Regions from separate parts of the Sus scrofa genome. Here all the other regions are linked to region 2. A link is a contact called in public HiChIP or PLAC-seq and promoter capture Hi-C data. All regions are on one chromosome and are shown on one strand. The core of a region is the stretch at or near the end of the contact, and the rest is flanking DNA. Distances in the headings are between cores, read along the strand shown. Region 1 holds the start of KIF1BP (KIF1-binding protein). Region 2 holds the start of SLC25A16 (graves disease carrier protein). Region 3 holds the start of DDX21 (nucleolar RNA helicase 2). Region 4 holds the start of DDX50 (ATP-dependent RNA helicase DDX50). Region 5 holds the start of STOX1 (storkhead-box protein 1).

The links. Promoter capture Hi-C pulls out the DNA fragments that hold promoters and counts their contacts. HiChIP or PLAC-seq counts read pairs in DNA pulled down with a chosen protein or histone mark.
Region 1: a contact with region 2 is called in a promoter capture Hi-C map of liver, with 2.8 times the contacts expected there. The contact joins the promoter of KIF1BP here to the promoter of SLC25A16 in region 2. A contact is called at or near these places in 2 of 5 promoter capture datasets (fetal liver and liver), 1 of 47 Hi-C or Micro-C datasets (epiblast stem cells) and 2 of 2 datasets of contacts at active chromatin or transcription factors (alveolar macrophages and skeletal muscle).
Region 3: a contact with region 2 is called in an H3K27ac HiChIP or PLAC-seq map of alveolar macrophages. The contact joins the promoter of DDX21 here to the promoter of SLC25A16 in region 2. A contact is called at or near these places in 3 of 5 promoter capture datasets (fetal liver, fetal skeletal muscle and liver), 4 of 47 Hi-C or Micro-C datasets (embryonic fibroblasts, heart right ventricle, liver and 1 more) and 2 of 2 datasets of contacts at active chromatin or transcription factors (alveolar macrophages and skeletal muscle).
Region 4: a contact with region 2 is called in an H3K27ac HiChIP or PLAC-seq map of alveolar macrophages. The contact joins the promoter of DDX50 here to the promoter of SLC25A16 in region 2. A contact is called at or near these places in 2 of 5 promoter capture datasets (fetal liver and liver), 3 of 47 Hi-C or Micro-C datasets (embryonic fibroblasts, fetal heart ventricle and heart right ventricle) and 1 of 2 datasets of contacts at active chromatin or transcription factors (alveolar macrophages).
Region 5: a promoter capture Hi-C map of fetal liver shows a contact between it and region 2, with 4 times the contacts expected there. The contact joins the promoter of STOX1 here to the promoter of SLC25A16 in region 2. A contact is called at or near these places in 3 of 5 promoter capture datasets (fetal liver, fetal skeletal muscle and liver), 12 of 47 Hi-C or Micro-C datasets (embryonic fibroblasts, fetal skeletal muscle, heart right ventricle and 6 more) and 2 of 2 datasets of contacts at active chromatin or transcription factors (alveolar macrophages and skeletal muscle).

Annotation. Positions count from the first base shown.
Region 1 is chr14:72,070,606-72,074,168 of Sscrofa11.1, reverse strand. It overlaps KIF1BP (KIF1-binding protein), which reads right to left and starts at 2,290. Exons shown (of 7, transcript XM_001928810.7): 1 at 1,756-2,290. The coding sequence starts at 2,181.
Region 2 is chr14:71,649,207-71,652,684 of Sscrofa11.1, reverse strand. SLC25A16 (graves disease carrier protein) reads left to right here and starts at 1,344. Exons shown (of 9, transcript XM_021072451.1): 1 at 1,344-1,871. The coding sequence starts at 1,751.
Region 3 is chr14:72,038,077-72,041,371 of Sscrofa11.1, reverse strand. It overlaps DDX21 (nucleolar RNA helicase 2), which reads right to left and starts at 1,387. Exons shown (of 15, transcript XM_005657387.3): 1 at 1,203-1,387. The coding sequence starts at 1,289. LOC106508089 (a long non-coding RNA gene) reads left to right here and starts at 1,419. Exons shown (of 3, transcript XR_001304647.2): 1 at 1,419-1,847.
Region 4 is chr14:71,987,161-71,990,504 of Sscrofa11.1, reverse strand. DDX50 (ATP-dependent RNA helicase DDX50) reads right to left here and starts at 1,368. Exons shown (of 16, transcript XM_005657388.3): 1 at 771-1,368. The coding sequence starts at 860.
Region 5 is chr14:71,925,283-71,928,658 of Sscrofa11.1, reverse strand. It overlaps STOX1 (storkhead-box protein 1), which reads right to left and starts at 1,272. Exons shown (of 4, transcript XM_001928627.5): 1 at 1-1,272. The coding sequence starts at 165. It overlaps LOC106508088 (a long non-coding RNA gene), which reads left to right and starts at 157. Exons shown (of 3, transcript XR_001304645.2): 1 at 157-244; 2 at 1,710-1,885.

The sequences.
Region 1 (3,563 bases), core at 1,041-3,540, 420 kb before region 2:
TGCATCCTCACAGAGACAATGCCGGTCTTCAACCCACTGAGCCACAACAGTGCATTCATTACTTTTCATATTTTTATGGTCACTTTTCTTTTTTCTTTCAGATAAACATATTCACTTTCCCAAGTTCCAAGAAAAAAGCCTATTGTGCTTTCAGCAGGAATTGCATCAGACCTATAAATGAGTATCAGGAAAGTGATATACTTAATCTTGCCACTGAGGAATGTGGTACATCACTCCTCCTAAGATTATCAGCTCTACTACCCCAATACTGCTCTTTGTGAATGCAATTTCTAAAAATAATATTTTGGGAGTTCCCCTTGTGGCTCAGCAGAAACACATCAGACCAGTATCCATGAGGATTCGGGTTCAATCCCTGGACTTGCTCAGTGGGTCGGGGATCCAGCATTGCCATGAGCTGTGGTGTGGGCCACAGATGTAGCTTGGATCTGGCGTTGCTGTGGCTGTGGTAGGCCGGCAGTTGTAGCTCTGATTCGACTTCTAGCCTGGCAACTTACATATACCGCAGGAGCGGCCATTAAAAAAAAAAAAAAGACTTTAAAAAAAAGAGAGAGATCTTAGGCAGCCAAGCCAAATGGCTAAAGAAAATTTCAAATAATTGAGATATTGTTTGAATTCAACATCTTTTCGTTCCTGTTATTACATAGCTTTTAATTTAATGGGGCCATGATAACAGAATACAACCTATACAATTTCCTTTTTAATTCTGAGGCGTCTCTTTGAGATTTAGTTACCATATGATCAACTATGATAAATATTCTCTGAATCCCACATACCAGGAACTGTAAAGGTTTATGAGTTAACTTAAGCAAAGTACCTGACACAAGTAGTTCACACCCATTTGCATTTTGAACTGTTATGTTCCTAACGAGAATGTGAAATTTATTTAACAAGCCAAGTACCATATACATGGGAAACAATAAGTATCGTAAGAATTCAAAGGTAGGAGAAAGAGATCATTTTGGAACAAAATAATCCAAAAAACGTTACGAAAAACATGAGGTGAGTCTTGAGATGGGTTCTGAAGAATGGGCAGGCATTCCCTGGGAAGCAAATAAGTGACTGAAAAGAACAGAAACTGAAGATTTTAGATATTTTGTTTTAAATTAAGAAGGTACTCTGGGAGCTCCCGTTGTGGCGCAGTGGTTAACAAATCCGACGAGGAACCATGAGGTTGCGGGTTCAATCCTTGGCCTTGCTCAGTGGGTTAAGGAACCGGCGTTGCCGTGAGCTATGGTGTAGGCTGCAGACGCGGCTTGGATCTCCCGTTGCTGTGGCTCTGGCGTAGGCTGGCAGCTACAGCTCCGATTAGACCCCTAGCCTGGGAAACTCCATATGCCGCGGGAGCGGCCCAAGACATGGAAAAAAAAAAAAAAGAAGGTACTCTGGTTATTCTTTACAATTTCCGTAAAACCTTAAATTAAGACATAAATTACTTGGGAATTTTTCATAATAGAACAGGATTCGGACTGGTGGGGAAAAGTTGGAAAGAGCATTTACGATGTAGGAGAATCTGGGGAACCAATGCGGGGACCACGACTACGTGAAGCAGCAAGTGAAGCTGGTGGAGTGGGTGATGGGCGTGGAGAAGGAGTTCGGAAGCCACTTATCGCGAAGCTTCGAAAACGCGGAGACAAATCGTGTCTTATTACGTTTGCCTTTGGTCTTGGCACGAGCTGGGACCCCTCTAAACCAAGTCGCCTACGGACGACAGCAGCGGACGGGGAACGCTCTCACCTGAGCTTGGATGTAGAGGGAGACGCAGTCTTGCGACATTCGGTACTTGCGCAGTAGTCTCAGGCATTTCACCAGATGCTCCTCCCCCGCCGACAGCTCCTCCGTGTCGATGTGATTCACCCCGAGATGAAACTCAATAACTGCCCGCCTCACTGCCCCCAGGGCAATGGGGCCCTCGGCTTCCACCAATTCAGCCGGCAGTCCCAGGGTGTGGTCCCCCGTTCCCAAGCTGTCCTCGGCCTGAGGCCGGTCATCCTCGTCCTCAGGCGCGGGGCCCAGAAGGGCCTTAACCTCTTCCAGCAGCGCCCGAGCGTGGTATTTGGACTTGTACGGTTCCTTCTCTGGGTTTTTATGCAGTTCCACCCGCGACAGGGCCAGTGCGGCCTGGAATTTCTCACGAAGCTCGACCCACGGAGCATCCGCCATAGCGGCCTCTATAGCCTCGGTCTCCTCAATGTTTGCAATCGGGACTCCCGCCTTCTTTCAGCTTTGCGACACTTCACTTACGGCCCCTGACGGGCCTGCGCACTGCAAAACGGTACCCAATGACGTCCGACAGGAACCGCAATATGCTTGGCAGTGACCAATGGGAAGGCGTGGTAGTCACTGTAGCAACTGTTGTCTTGGAAACGAAGCTGTCAAAGACAGTAGTCTCACCTCCAGCCCCGCCCTCTACGGTGGTGAGTTCATCTCTTGCTTGACCCTGTGAAGTTAATAAAAGTTAATAAAAATATCGGTTGACTTTAACAGAACACAAATACCGTTTACAAACATACCTAGATAATTACTATCGTTAATTGTTATAAGCTGAAAGGCAGAAAACTTTTGACGTTAGTATGTAACACAGCCCGTCCCTGGATATAAATGTAACAAGGATCTGTGTTCTATAAGTGTAAAAAGCACTCAGTGATCAAAAAATATTTTCACTTCATCCCCGAAGACACAGGTTGTAGGGACATGTACAAATTCCCAAAGTAATACAAGAGTTAAGTCCCAGAGCTGTGACAAAACATCTCAAGCAAGGCTTTTTCCATTGCATAACTCGTAAATTATCAAGTAAAATAATAGGGGGAGGGGGAGGTCTCTTGCGGCCCAGCAAATTAAGGATCCAATGTTGTCACTGCAGCGGCTTATGTCGCTGCTATGAACAAGTTTCTATCCCTGGCCGGAATTTCCACATTCGAGAGCCACCAAAAAAAAAAAAAAAAAAAAAATACTAAATACCAGGGGGGTTGGCGAGGGGGGGGGCAGGCTGGAGGTTTTACTATTAAGAGTTAAGTATATAAAGTGCTTTGAGATACATAAATGAGCACTGATTTTGGAAGCTCACAGACACCAAGTCTGAGTCTCAGATTTGCTTCAAATTGACTAATTTGTAATTTTCTAAGCTTCAGATTTCTCGAGTAAAACATAAGTGATAATATTACTTATCTGTACAGAATTATTCTAAGGAATAAGTGAAAACTAAATATCTATCCTTTAAATGTCAGTGCTCAGTCTACAGGCCAGATGGCTCTCTGGAGCTCCAGACTGTAATATTCATCACCCAACTGGAACAACTACTCCTGAATGTTCCACTGACTCCTGTATATCAGTACGTTCAAATTGGAACTCATCAGCTTCTTCTTCACATGCCCATTCCCTCCTACACCACATTTGCTCTTATGTTCTACATCTCAGTGAAGACATTACTATCCACCAAGCTGATGGCTTCCTGCACTCACTCTTTTCTTCTTTTACCCTTAAATGTTAAAACCAAATATTATCCACCTCTAGTCCACCTCCTGAAGAGCTCTTACATTGGTCTA
Region 2 (3,478 bases), core at 95-2,594:
CAGGTTTATGCTGTATTTTGAGATTCTGTTCTTGTTCAGACATAGCTCTATAGAAACACTGGCTCTTGTATATTATGATCAAATTTGCACATGACTATCAAATCCATTAAAAGCTAACCTTAAAAAAAAGGGCATACCATAAAAGTGAAAAAAAAAAAAAAGAAATCTAGACCCATCATTAATGACTAAATGTGGCTAGAAACACCTTGCAGAGGCATATATGGGTGGAAAGAGAAACGGGACCAGTGCCAATAATAGTGAAGGTTGGAGTAAGTATTAATGAAAATCGTGATAATTTCTGACAGAGGATAAAAGTTCAGAACAACTGTGGTCACAAAGAATAGGGATGAATTGGAGTTCCCGTCGCGGCGCAGTGGTTAACAAATCCGACTAGGAACCATGAGGTTGTGGGTTCGGTCCCTGCCCTTGCTCAGTGGGTTAAGGATCCGGCGTTGCCGTGAGCTGTGGTGTAGGTTGCAGACGCGGCTCGGATCCCACGTTGCTGTGGCTCTGGAGTAGTCCGGTGGCTACAGCTCCGATTGACCCCTAGCCTGGGAATCTCCACATGTCGTGGAAGCGGCCCAAGAAATAGCTAAAAAAAGACAAAAAAAAAAAAAAATAGGGATGAATTTTGCTCAAGTTGGAAGTGATGAGGGATTCATAGCAATAGAATAGTGTCCATAAGGGGTGGTTAAAAAAAGTACAGTCTTGTAATACAGTAGGGCTAGTAAGAAGAAACGGAAGTTCCTGAGAGTTTAGGAGCTGGTAGTGGGTAGAGCGGTGGAATTTGAGTGCTAAGCATAAGACAGAGATTCAGAACCTCCTGGCAAGTCAGAAGTATTTGTGTAATTCACAGAGCCCCAAAGAAAGAAGAACTTGCTTCAGCAACTATTTCTTTGGCAGAGGTGATGGGGTGGAATTGAAGCTTCCTGGTGAACCGTTAGGGAGGCAGAAACAGGCTCAGCGAGAAGCTCAGAGAAGGCAGAGGTGATTTGGTGGGAGAGACTACAATTTCAGAGGTTCCTGGAAAGAGTGAGCAAAGGCTGGAATTTTTTGTTGTTGTTGTCTTTTTGCCTTTTCTAGGGCCACTCCCGCTGCACATGGAGGCTCCCAGGCTAGGGGTCTAATAGGAGCTGTTGCTGCCAGCCTACACCAGAGCCACAGCAACGCCAGATCCGAGCTGCGTCTGCGACCTGCACCAGAGCTCATGGCAACGCTGGATCCTTAACCCACTGCGCAAGGCCAGGGATGGAACCCGCAACCTCATGATTCCTAGTCGGATTCTTTAACCACTGAGCCACGAAGGGAACTCCTGGGGCTCATTTTTAGGAAGGTCATAAGCAGCCCGCTGGACGGTTCCAGGTCAGTGGTCAATACAGGTCAACGGACGGTGGAGGACTTTCTGAGGTGGCGGGTTTTGGAAGGACCTTCTTGCTGGCCATGTTTCCCTTCCTCCGTCCGTAACAGAAGAGGCCTGAAGAGTGACTCCAGCCAGAAGCAGGGATTTTGGGTGAGGCCGGGGCGTGGGGACACGTCCAACGTGGGGGTGGGGGGAGGTGACGCCCCCTTCGGGCCTTGATCCAGGCCCCGCCTCTGGCGTACGCCATCAGCCCGCGCCGCGCTGCACCGCCGGCGGTATTCCGTCCCGCCCGCACGGCGGCGGGGTGCCCTGTCACCGCCTGCTCTGGGCATGGCTAGGGCTCTTGGACTGTGAGTTGGCGACCAAAGCTCCTGCGCGGCCCTGATCCTGATGGCGGCGGCGGCGGCCCTGGCAGCGGCCGAGCCACCTCCTGCGATGCCGCAGGCAGCAGGAACCGGAGGACCCGCCGCTCGCCGAGACTTCTACTGGTTGCGTTCCTTCCTGGCTGGAGGTGGGTGTCCGTCGGGAGGACCTGGTCGTACCCCGAGCTTTAGGGGCAGGATCCGGGGCAGGTTGGGTGCTTGCGGCCGCGATGACATTCTCGGACTTGGGCTGTTTCAATGCCCTGCCAGGTGTTTGCCGGGACCTGCTATAACCTCTTTCTATAATCAATTGAGTAATCTCATCAGGGTCCTGCAGAGGAAGGGCCTTGAGCTGTCGCGAAGCGGTAGGGGACCTGGAAGGGCTGAACCGGGCACCCATTCTTCAGGGTTGGATAGCCGGGAAAATAGAGGACTCCCTTCAAAGACTCCAGGGTTTCAGTGAAACATGCTGGGAGCTCCTTTCTTGTATAAAGACCATGAACGACTGGTGTAGAATTGGATTTTGCTGTTTGCTTAAAAGAAAACAAATATTGGAGGACAGCTTATTTTTTTTATATAATGATTTTTATTTTTTTCCATTATAGCTGGTTTACAGTGTTCTGTCAGTTTTCTACTATACACCATGGTGACCCAGTTATACATACATGTATACATTCTTTTTTCTCACATTATCATGCTCCATCATAAGTGACTAGACATAGTTCCCAGTGCTACACAGCAGGATCTCATTGCTAATCCATTCCAAAGGCAATAGTCTGCATCTATTAACCCTAAGCTCCCAATCCATCTCACTCCCTCCCTCCTCCTTGGCAACCACAAGTCTATTCTCCAAGTCCATGATTTTTTTTTTTTTCCTGTGGAAAGATTCATTTGTGCCATATATTATATTCAAGATATAAGTGATATCATATGGTATTTGTCTTTGTCTTTCTGACTTCACTCAGTATGAGTCTAGTTCCATCCATGTTGCTGCAAATGGCATATTTTATGTCAGAGTAGTATGAGGACAGCTTATTAAAAATGACTAGGAAATTGTGCAAAACTGTCTACAACCAAAACTGCTTCCGGTGATTCTAGCAAACTGTGCCACAGCTGCTTGACGGTTAGCTGGTGCAGCCCTGTTATTGGTGTGACTGTGGGCCCAGAAGGTTCATAATGTCTCTCAGATTGTTTGGGTTGTTATCACTTAATTTTTTGTTAAGGCTGGGAATTTGTTTTCTCAGCCTGGCTGGTGAAATTTCTCCAGGCCAGGGGTGGAAATTGTGCCACAGCAGCGACTGGAGCCACCTTAACCTGCTGAGTCACCAGGGAACATCAAGGCTGGGAATTTTATTTTGTTTTAGTTGTTGTTGTTATTGTTTGGCCTCATCCGGGGACATGTGGAAGTTCCTGGTCCAGGGATTGAACCTGCACCACAGCATTGACCCAGGCCGCTGAAGTGATAACATCAGATCCTTAACCCACTTTGCCCCAAGGGAACTCCAAGGCCAGGAATTTTAAAAATTCCACATTATGGAGTTCCCATCATGGCTCAGGGGAAACAAATCTGACTAGCATACATGAGCACGCAGTTTTGATCCCTGGCCTCACTCAGTGGGTTAAGGATCCGGCGTTGCCGTTAGCTGTGGTGTAGGTCGCACATGGCTCGGATCTAACATTGCTGTGACTGTGGCAAAGGCCAGTGGCTACAGCTCCGATTTGACCCCTAGCCTGGGAACCTCCATATGCCACAGGT
Region 3 (3,295 bases), core at 138-2,637, 390 kb before region 2:
CTGACCCTCTCCAACTTCTCATATTTTTGAAAACTTTGTATTACTGAAAACAACTGGAAAGGTGTTTTAGCCTCTATTAAAACCTCTCTAGCAGAGCCCCAGGTCAACTCCAGAAGTGAGACTTTACACTGAGCTGAAACCTGCCTCCCTGCAATTTCAGGCCTAGCCTCTGTCCTTAATCTCTCCCACACGACCCATCCTTCAGACAGCTGAAAAATAATCTGGTCTCCTCCATCTCAAAGCTTTATTTCTTTCATCCCTTGCTTCCATCAAACGAGGCTGGATTTCCAATTCCGGTGGTCTCCTTTGGAAAGCAATAGAGTATGGTCATGTCCCTTCTAATTTCAGCATCCCATAATTTAACAAGTTGCAAGGCAGGTAAACCAGGACCACTTCCTCCCCACCTGTGAGCACAAGTCTGCGCTACCTCGGCTTCCTACAACACCAAAACATTGTTTTTGTAGAAATTCCCCATCAAAAAGACCCAGAAACAGCAAGGAGAGAAAATTTTAAGTCGTATACAAGTTCAGGGACAATCTTTGCTCTCAGTGACCTTATCTCAGAGCAGAGACTCAGTCACAGGTTAAATCGCTATCTAAGGAAGTAAGAGCGGGAGGCAGCTATCGAGGTAATTGCACACGGTGTGCAGTTAAGCATCAATACATGTCTTTACATTTCCAAGGAAAATATGGCTAAAAATATTAAGAGGGACTGAACTTATCTTCTAAGGGCCGCTTCCCGGAAAACAAGTAGTACCTCCCTACTATGGTAAAAAAATGTCACTGCGGACGCCGCCCACGTGTGCGGATGGCCTTATGGGCTGGCCAGCCCCGCTGAAAGCTTTAAAGCCCTACCTACAATTCCCTCCGCGCACACTCACGCCGGGAGATATCAGTCTGGGCCAAAACGTGGGGGCCTAACCGTGACCGTTCTACTTTGCTCACCCGGTGCGGAGCGCCCAGACTCAGAGACCACGTGGGACACCCGGCCGGCTCTCCAGCTGCGATCGCCCCCCCCACCGGACCTCCGGGCAGTGCGCCCACCGCCCGCGGAGAGCACCGACCACTCTCCCGCGCCCCTTGGCCGAAACCCACGCCGATCACCGGCCAAGTCGGGTCCGCGCCTCGCGCCGCCAGCCCAGGCCCCTCATCTCAGAGCCCCTTGTCCTGCCTTGCCCCAGGTCCCTCGGCCCTCGGTGGTACCTTCTCATTTTGCTTTCGCGGCATCTCCACTTTTGCCGTGGCGGTTTCTGACTCCAAATCCGCGTCACTACGAAGTTTCCCCGGCATCACTCTGCACCTGCTGGGTAGGCCGACCGATCTCGTCAACCGCGTGGAGAGGAAGAGAGAGCCCAACCTTTTTAGCCCACCCAGCTCCCGTCACTTCCTGTAGCAGAGTTCATCCTGCGGAAGCGGAAGTTCCCCAGGGAGGCGGCGGCACATGTGGTTCCAAAGCAGCTGCAGCTCACGCCGGCTGGTGTGAGTTGAGTGTTTACAGTGCCTGAACTAGAAGCCACCCTCAGAAGGGTAAACGGAAGGAACCGCAAAGGTTGGCTTTATTGTCGTTAAAACACTGGCGAGATTTTCGCTAGCCTCGGCCTGATATTGGAAGATTTTTAGCTGTTTTTGAGTGGCGCCTTTTCAGTGCTTTATTTTAGATTGCTAGCCTTGGCAAGCTCCTTTCACGAGCAGATGCGCAGGACGTATATTCTTGGTTATCCTGTGGAAACGTCACACTTGAAAGGAGACGCCCAGACTCACTGGCCTCGATAGTAACTGGAGTTCTGTCAGGTCTGGTCATTACTGCGTGCACTCACCGTACCTCCCCCTGAGCATTCACCATGTCAGGTATGAGAAACAAGGCTAGGATTCAGCACAGAAGCCTTGCCTTCAAGACGTTTTATAGGCTGGGTGGAAATAGACGAGTGTCAGTTGTTTTGAAGGCACAGACAGGCAACTGAACCGGCCTTGGGGCCTGAAGAAAGGATCCCCAAACCACGTGGACCTCTATTAGAAAATACAGGGGCTCTCAGTCTTGCATAATGTGGACACTATACGAATTCAAGCAGTTGAGGAAAAGTGGTATATTGAATAATCTGTGACAGTATCGCTAAACTTCCTGTGAAGAACTAGTGAGACAAAGAACTGGGAGCCAATTCATCATGAAATCATTTTAAAAAATCGGTTGAGGGAGTTCCTGTTGTGGCTCAGTGGTTAACGAATCTGACTAGGAACCATGAGGTCTCAGGTTCGATCCCTGGCCTTGCTCAGTGGGTTAAGGATCTGGCGTGGCCGTGAGCTGTGGTGCAGGTCGCAGACGCGGCTCGGATCCTGTGTTGCTGTGTCTCTGGTGTAGGCCGGTGGCTACAGCTCCGATTGGACCCCTAGCCTGGGAACCTCCATATGCCGCAGGAGCGGCCCTCAAAAGGGAAAAAAAAAAAAAAAAAAAATCGGTTGAGGAGTTCCCACAGTGGCACATTAAGTTAACTGTCCAGCATGTCTCTGTGGAGTTGCAGTTTAGATCCCCCAGCAGGCACAGTGGGTTAAGGATCTGGTGTTGTCACATGTGGCATAGACTGCAGATTACAGCTGAGTCTTGGATTCCATCCCTGGCCCAGGAACTTCCACATGCCAACAGGTGCAGCAAAAAATGGGGTGGGTTGGGGGTGTGTGTGTGTGTGCGCGCGCGCGTGCATGTGAAATCTTCCCTGGCCTTGTAAACCTTCATCATCTTGCTCTGATTTTTGGATATGTTTCTTAATCTGAACCCGAGTTTCTCATGCATAATGGAGCTGGCAAAATTAATATAATGGACACACACAGACACACAAAAGAGCTCCCATTATGGCTCAGTGGTTAATGAATCCGACTAGGAACCATAAGGTTTCGGGTTCGATCCTTGGCCTCGCCTAGTGGGTTAAGAATCTGGTGTTGTCATGGGCTGTGATGCAGGTCAAGGCAGCTGGGATCTGCATTGTTGTGGCTGTGGCACAGGCCAGGGGCTACAGCTCCGATTAGACCCCTAGCCTAGGAACCTCCATATGCCGTGGGTATGGCCCTAGAAAAGACAAAAATAAATAAATAATAATAATAATATATATATATATATATAAAACGAATCAAAAGAGTGCAGCAGTACCTGGCACATACAGCACAGTAAATAAGAGCTATTAAAACTCATAAGCGTGTCAAGATTTGTGGAAAGACAATTCAAAATTAATCATTTTATGACAAAGGAAAATGCTGGAAGTTTTATTTATGTATTTCATAAGATTAATTTTACTGCACTTTTAATC
Region 4 (3,344 bases), core at 119-2,618, 340 kb before region 2:
TGGAACTATACAGCCATTCTTTTGTCAAATGTCAGCTTTCGAATTGCTTCTTTACCTTCTAAAGCTGTTTCCTTTTCTCTAGATTTCTTTCTTTCTTTTGAGGGGTGGAGCGGGAAGTCTCTACAACTCTTCTAACAGGCTCCTTGAGGGCAGGGACCACCGAGATGCCCAGCAAAGAGTCTAGCATAAATTAGGCTCAATAAATATTTGTGAATTGAATGAAAATACTATCAGAAAAGGCTATTAATAATACAACCCACACGATCTCCATCACAGCCAAATCCTGGCAACGTTGGCTGTGACACTTTTCTTCACTACTCCACTGACCCGTTATCAAGGTTTGTAAACCTAAGATCGCTTTCCCCAAGATTCTCGCATACAGGACAGGATGACGGAGAAGGAACACTTATTCAAAGCAATCATTTTTTCTTAATCATCTTCTAGACGGCCAACGAGAACCAAATGACAGGCCTCGCTGCTTAAGGAAGGAGAGGAAAGAAATAACAGATTCCACGATGAGAACTTGAGTCTGCCCATCTCGTAGGCGCCGATGAGAACGACTGGAGGACCACGGGAGGCCGGGCCGAAGCCCTTCTCCAGGTTAGGGGTGTGGCGGTGGGAATGGTCCCGGAGCGACCTCAGAGGTACGAGGGCAGCGCGAAGAGAGGCCCTCGGATGCTCCGACCGGGTTGTGACAGGCCATCGGGGAGACTCCCCTCCCCGCCCAAGCCGGCGCAGCCCAAAAGGAGGCGCGGCCCATCTCAGCGCACCTTTTGCCTCTCCTTCCTTTGGCTCTCGGTCTCCTCCAAGGGTGCTTCCAGCTCCATAATGTCCCCCCAGAGAAGTTTCCCAGGCATCATTCGCCGCAGTCGCCTCCTCCTGGGCACGGTGGCCACAACCACCTACAGGCAGCGACAGCGTGAAAGGAAGAGGGGGCAGGGCGGCCGACCGGCCAGAGCCTTGCGTCACTTCCGGGACACGCACCGACCGGCGGGGGAAAATAATCCCGGATACTCTCGTTTTAAACGCTTCCCTTGCGACACAGTCTCCCAGCCAGTGAAAGCGAGCCTTCTCGATTGGTCCACCCTTGTTCTGAAGTGATTGGCTTCTAGAGTAAAACCCTGACCAATCTCTATAAAAGATGCGCAAACTGTTTAGTATAAAAAGTTCAGGTTTTCCCCCCTTCCCCTCCCCCACTCCTAATAGCTCTTCTCGGCTAAGTGGAGATGCTTCCGGGCTTCCCAGCATGCAATGCTGGGGCCGGAGAGCCCCTCGAGTGCAGCAGAGAGGGGCTCACGCCTTCCGCGGGTTGGCGGGAGAACCGATGAGGCGCGCCACGCTCGGCCTTGCCTCCCGCCGCCGGAAGCTGCAGGCATCAGCCCCACCCATTGCGGGGTGAGGCGTTAACGTCTAACGGCTTCGCGCGAGACTAGCGTCCCGGCGTTGGTGGGAAGGGGCGTCTTGGGGTCTGGAGTGGGCTAGGTGCGCTTGGGGTGAAGGCTAGGCCGTGTCAACCTTCTCTCAAGTCTTAAGTTTTAGTAAGGAAGTTGGCCCTTGCTTACTGTAGATCCTTTCCACCCTCCCCATTTGCCATTAGAGGAAACTAATCCCCTAAGAGGGATTTACTTGTCTGTAGTCTCAGAGTTGGTGGCACAGTCGAGTAGGAAATCAGTCTTTTCTCTGCCACACCAGCCTGCAAGCTTTAAGGTTCCCAAAGCTGCTCCCATGAACATAGAATAATAAGTAGAAAAAAAACCTAAAGAAATTTAGAGAAAACAAGCCTGAATGTCACTGACAAATTGTTTATTTGCAGCGAATAAAAGGATTTTACTTACGGGGATAACTGCTCCTAAATTACAACTTTGAACAAAACTAGAAACCTTTTGATACTACAAGGGGCAAACTCCTTAGCATATACCTTTTTTTTTTAACATCATTGGTGCTGGATGGTTGGCTCCCTTTTCTGAGCTGTTTCTTTTTATCTCTTCATGATCTCTTCAACCAAGCTACTCTTTGAGTGAAAAGCAAGAAGTCAAATTGAGACGTAGGTGCAGGGGTATTTCACAAACCCCTTGACAGTATCCAGCACACCAGCCTTGTAACCTGAACATCAAATTTACCTCTTAGCAAAATTTCAGATTGCTACATGTCATGGAGTTTGGGAATTAGTCCTGAATAGCTGAAAGCACAAAGGTTAAGCTTGTAATTGCTACAGGCCTGCATAATTATGGATTGGCCTGAAGTCAAAGGTGATATGTCTATCTAAATGTTACCTTATGGATTCAGTACTATCAACAAATTGAGTATCAGTCAATGATAGTGAAAAATGCATCTCTCTCCCTAGATTATGAGACTAGCTAGGCATCTCTAGATCTGTGCTTTTTTAAAACATTTTTGTCCCACTCTCTCACACCCACTACCAATTCTATCACTGTGAAGTCTTTGTAGCCCTGCAACAGGCTGTGATGTACATAGAAAACACAGGAGTAGATGTGGCTAAGAATGTCACATGTATAAAATTGGGATAATAATAGAAATAAATGTTAGTATGTTGTTGAAAAGCACAGATGAAGTATATTTTAGCCTCTCAAGACTATTTTTAGCATTCGTTTTTATGTCAGAGGTCATACAGCATATCTGAAAAATGGACAAGACTGTACAAAACCCTACCTTCCTAAGCACCAAATTCATTGACTCAAAACTCTGGTTGCTGTCTATGTTAGGCAGGGCAATTGTATGTAAATTAAACTGAGTCATAAGTAACTTGACGAAACTGTAGCTTAGCTAAAATAGGGGTACCGCTAAATACATGTTCTCAATGGGTATAAACTTGAAAACTTTGGAATGGAGATGAGGAAATGAATAACTGTTTTTTTCACATTTGGTCCCTCTTTAAGTCTCAAGAGATTGATACTGATGATGAAATATACTGGGAGGAACATGAAGGTGTACCATAAATTATTAAAACGTACAAGTAACTAAAAATCTGCTCTTATTAGAAAAATCTTTGTTTTCTAAATATCTTGCCAGAATCACTGATACAATTTCTTTCTCAGTTTGTTAGGGTGCCTCATCTTTTGCTCTGTTGCAACGTCCTATAAAGATTTCCCTTGCCTCTGGTTTTAGATCATTAAACTCTATGACCTTAAAATATAGAAACAAGATGTCTATAAACTTGCCTCTCTCTGGTCATTCTCAAACCTAGAGGGCTAAATTTAATTTTTATTCCATAGTTAGAAAGTAAAAGGTAAAAAGAAACATTTTGAATCTGCATATCTATCTTACTTAACAAGAGGAATTGAGCCATCATTTTAAAATGTTATGACATGGAAATAATTTGAGAT
Region 5 (3,376 bases), core at 23-2,522, 280 kb before region 2:
GCGCGCCAGCCGCAAGTTCCAGAAGCAGCGCGCGTTGGCGCGCCGAAAGGCGCGGAATACTGAGCGGCCGCCCGGCTCCTCCGCGCCCCCCGCAGCCTCTTGCGCCTCCAGCCTGCAAAGCACCAGGGCCAGCGAACCCGGCGTCAGTTGCACCGGCCCGGCCATGCTGCCTCGGCGGCCGGGGCCCGCAGCCTAGCGCACTGCTACGCGCCGCAGCGGCCGGCGGGAGGGATCGGCTTACTGCGTAAGGCGGCTGCTGCCGGGGGAACCGGGCTCCAGGGGGCGGGGTCGAGGTGCGCGGCTGGCCGGGGGTGGGGCGGGACGCGCGGCCTGGGGACGGCCACTGCTCTCATCCGCGAATCGCCCAGTAGGGTTTCCAGGTGCTGAGTTCCCAGGTGGTTCTCCACACCCCAGCCAGAGCTCTGCCCGCGCAGTACCCACTCCTCCAGCTCTCCGCAGCGCGGAACTTTTCGTCCCCGTGAAAGGCCCGCACCGGGTTTTTTCCAAGCCCAAGGCGTGCGGAGCTGCCTCCAACTGTGGTGCGAGGGTCATGGCCAGAGTTCCTTAGAGCCGAGAGGACAGAGATGGCCGCTGTCGCATTGGCTTTGGGATCTCCCCCAGTAAAAGAGGCCTCGAGGGACAGACTCGCTCTGATCGAGGCTGGGAGTCAAGAGACCCAAGTTTGAGTCTCCGTCTGCTTCTGTTCAGTTTACACATATTACTTCCTCTCTCCAATCTGAGTTTACTGCCTTGTAAAATGAGTTGGGACCTTTTCCATAATTTTCTGGGGTTCTAGGGTCTGATCCCGCTCCTGGGATGTCCCATAGATTGAACGTGGTAAGGGGCAGAAAGTCATCCAAAGGCGCAACCCGGATTGGCTGACGAGGCGCCGTGGTGAAATCCTGCGATTCAGCCCTGGGTTGGGTTGGATATTCCGAAAGGAATCCCCAGGAGTGAAGGGAGAGGAACTTGTGACCTGTCACAATCAGACTCTAGCCAACGCCTCTGAACAACGAGGGGGCAATTCAGATGCTGAAGAACAGAAAGGCTAGAGCCCTGAGCGTGGCAATGGGTGGGAGCTCCTCCAGGAAAGAACAGGGAAAGGAGAGGAATGGAAATACAATCAGCACAATAAGGGAGCAAAGGTGCTTGGCAAGACCTGGGCAATCATTCCAGATTCCGAATCTCTCAGTTAATCAGCCGTCAATAACAACTGCAATAATTTGAGATCTGTACCCTGCCCCTGGTGGATCATTATCACGGTTAATGATAGGTGATGTTGTTAATAACCATCGCTCACACTTATTTTTTTTTTTTTTTTTTTTGGTTTTGTCTTTTTGCCATTTCTTGGGCCGCTCCCGCGGCATATGGAGGTTCCCCGGCTAGGGGTCTAATCGGAGCTGTAGCCACTGGCCTACGCCAGAGCCACAGCAACGTGGGATCTGAGCCACATTTGTGACCTACGCCACAGCTCACGGCAACGCCGGATACTTAACCCACTGAGCAAGGGCAGGGATCGAACCCACAACCTCATGGTTCCTAGTCGGATTCGTTAACCACTGCGCCAGGACAGGAACTCCTTTTTTTTTTTTTTTTTTTTTTTTTTTTTTGGTTTTGGCTCACACTTATTGAACACCATATGGGGGGGCTTAATTGCACAGCTCAGTGTTAGCTACTATTAGTATCTCTATTTTTATTTTATTTTGCAGATGAAGAAACTGAAGTGAGATTAGATTGAGAAGTATTTCCCATGTAAATCAACTAAAATAAAATGAAAGAAATTTTTAAGTATTTCCTGGTTACACAGATGGTAAGGAATGGAGTCAGACAAATGCCAAAGCAGGGTTCTCTATGACAAATAAGTCTGACACAAGATTCAATTCAAGTAAGTATGCAAACCTGAGACAACCCTCTCACATCTGAATTCTGGGATATGGGTGGATGAATGGATAGACGGATAAATATAGCAGAGAGGCCAAATGAATTAAATGTTCCCCTCTGTATGGCCTATATAGGGAGAGCCAAGCTCCCCCTATCATGATGGATTTCTCTCCATCATGGCACTTGCCTTGCAGAATCAAGGATGACTTTCCTGCATTCCCCAACCAGAGGAACTATGATTTTTATCCCCACATCTCTAGCAGCTACTGCAGCATCTTTTCCATAATAATCATGATGATAATTCTCACTTATTCTCAGCTCACTCTGCACCTAGAACTATATATATATGTGTGTATATATTTGTTCTTTTGTCTTTTTGGGGCTGCAACTGCAGCATATGGAGATTCTCAGGGCAGGGGTTGAATAGGGGCTTACAGCTGCTGGCCTACACCACAGCTCACAGCAATGCTGGATCCTTAACCCATTGAGCAAGGCCAAGGATCAAACCCGCATCCTCACAGATACTAGTCCGGATTGTTAACCAGTGAGCCACTAGGGAACTCCTAGAACTATATTAAGAGTTCTACATGTGTGGTCTAATTTTATCCTCAAATTAACTGTCTGAAAAGGGTAATATTATTGAGGCCCATCTTCCACAAGAAAAAATCTCTTTTGAGGCAGCATACTCATGGGGACAGAGTTAATAGATGGTAAAACAGAGAGCCCACACACCTGGCTAGAGGGAGGGAGAGCCATCATAGGACCTGTGGCCAGGTATGAAAAATCCTGATCTTAATTCTCTGTCCCAAGAACCTGAACTGGAAATACACCATCAGGCCCTTCCTAGCAGGGTTTGTCCTGCAAGGATGCTAGCAGGTAGACCCATGGCCTGAAATTATGAGGTAGAACTGTCTTAACCTGTGACAACTTTGTTCAGATGTTCAAAATTTCCTTGATTTTATTTAAGCTAGTCCAATTCACAAAAGAAAGGAGAAAGAATTTTTTTAATTTCAACTATAGTCAACAAGTCATGGAGTTCCTGTTGTGGTGCAGAGGAAACAATCCGACTAGGAACCATGAGGTTGTAGGTTCAGTCCCTGGCCTCACTCAGTGGGTTAAGGATCCGGCGTTGCCATGAGCTGTGGTGTAGGTCGCAGAAGCGGCTCGGGTCTGGTGTTGCTGTGGCTCTGGCGTAGGCTGGCAGCAACAGCTCTGATTAGACCCCTAGCCTGGGAACCTCCATATGCCACAGGTGCGGCCCTTAAAAAAAAAAAAAAGTCACTTTTTTTCCCAAAGGTTCAACTACCATCCAAATATTTCCAAACTCTTACAAAATAGAACATATCTTAAAAGTTACATGGAAAACTGTAGGCCTCCAACTGGAATGGCCTGTATTATTCAGGAAAACTAGAGAATGAACTTCTCTAGGACATTCCATCTTTGGGATCTCTGCAAATGAGACACAAACAGTTTAGAATTCCTATTTTTTTATTCT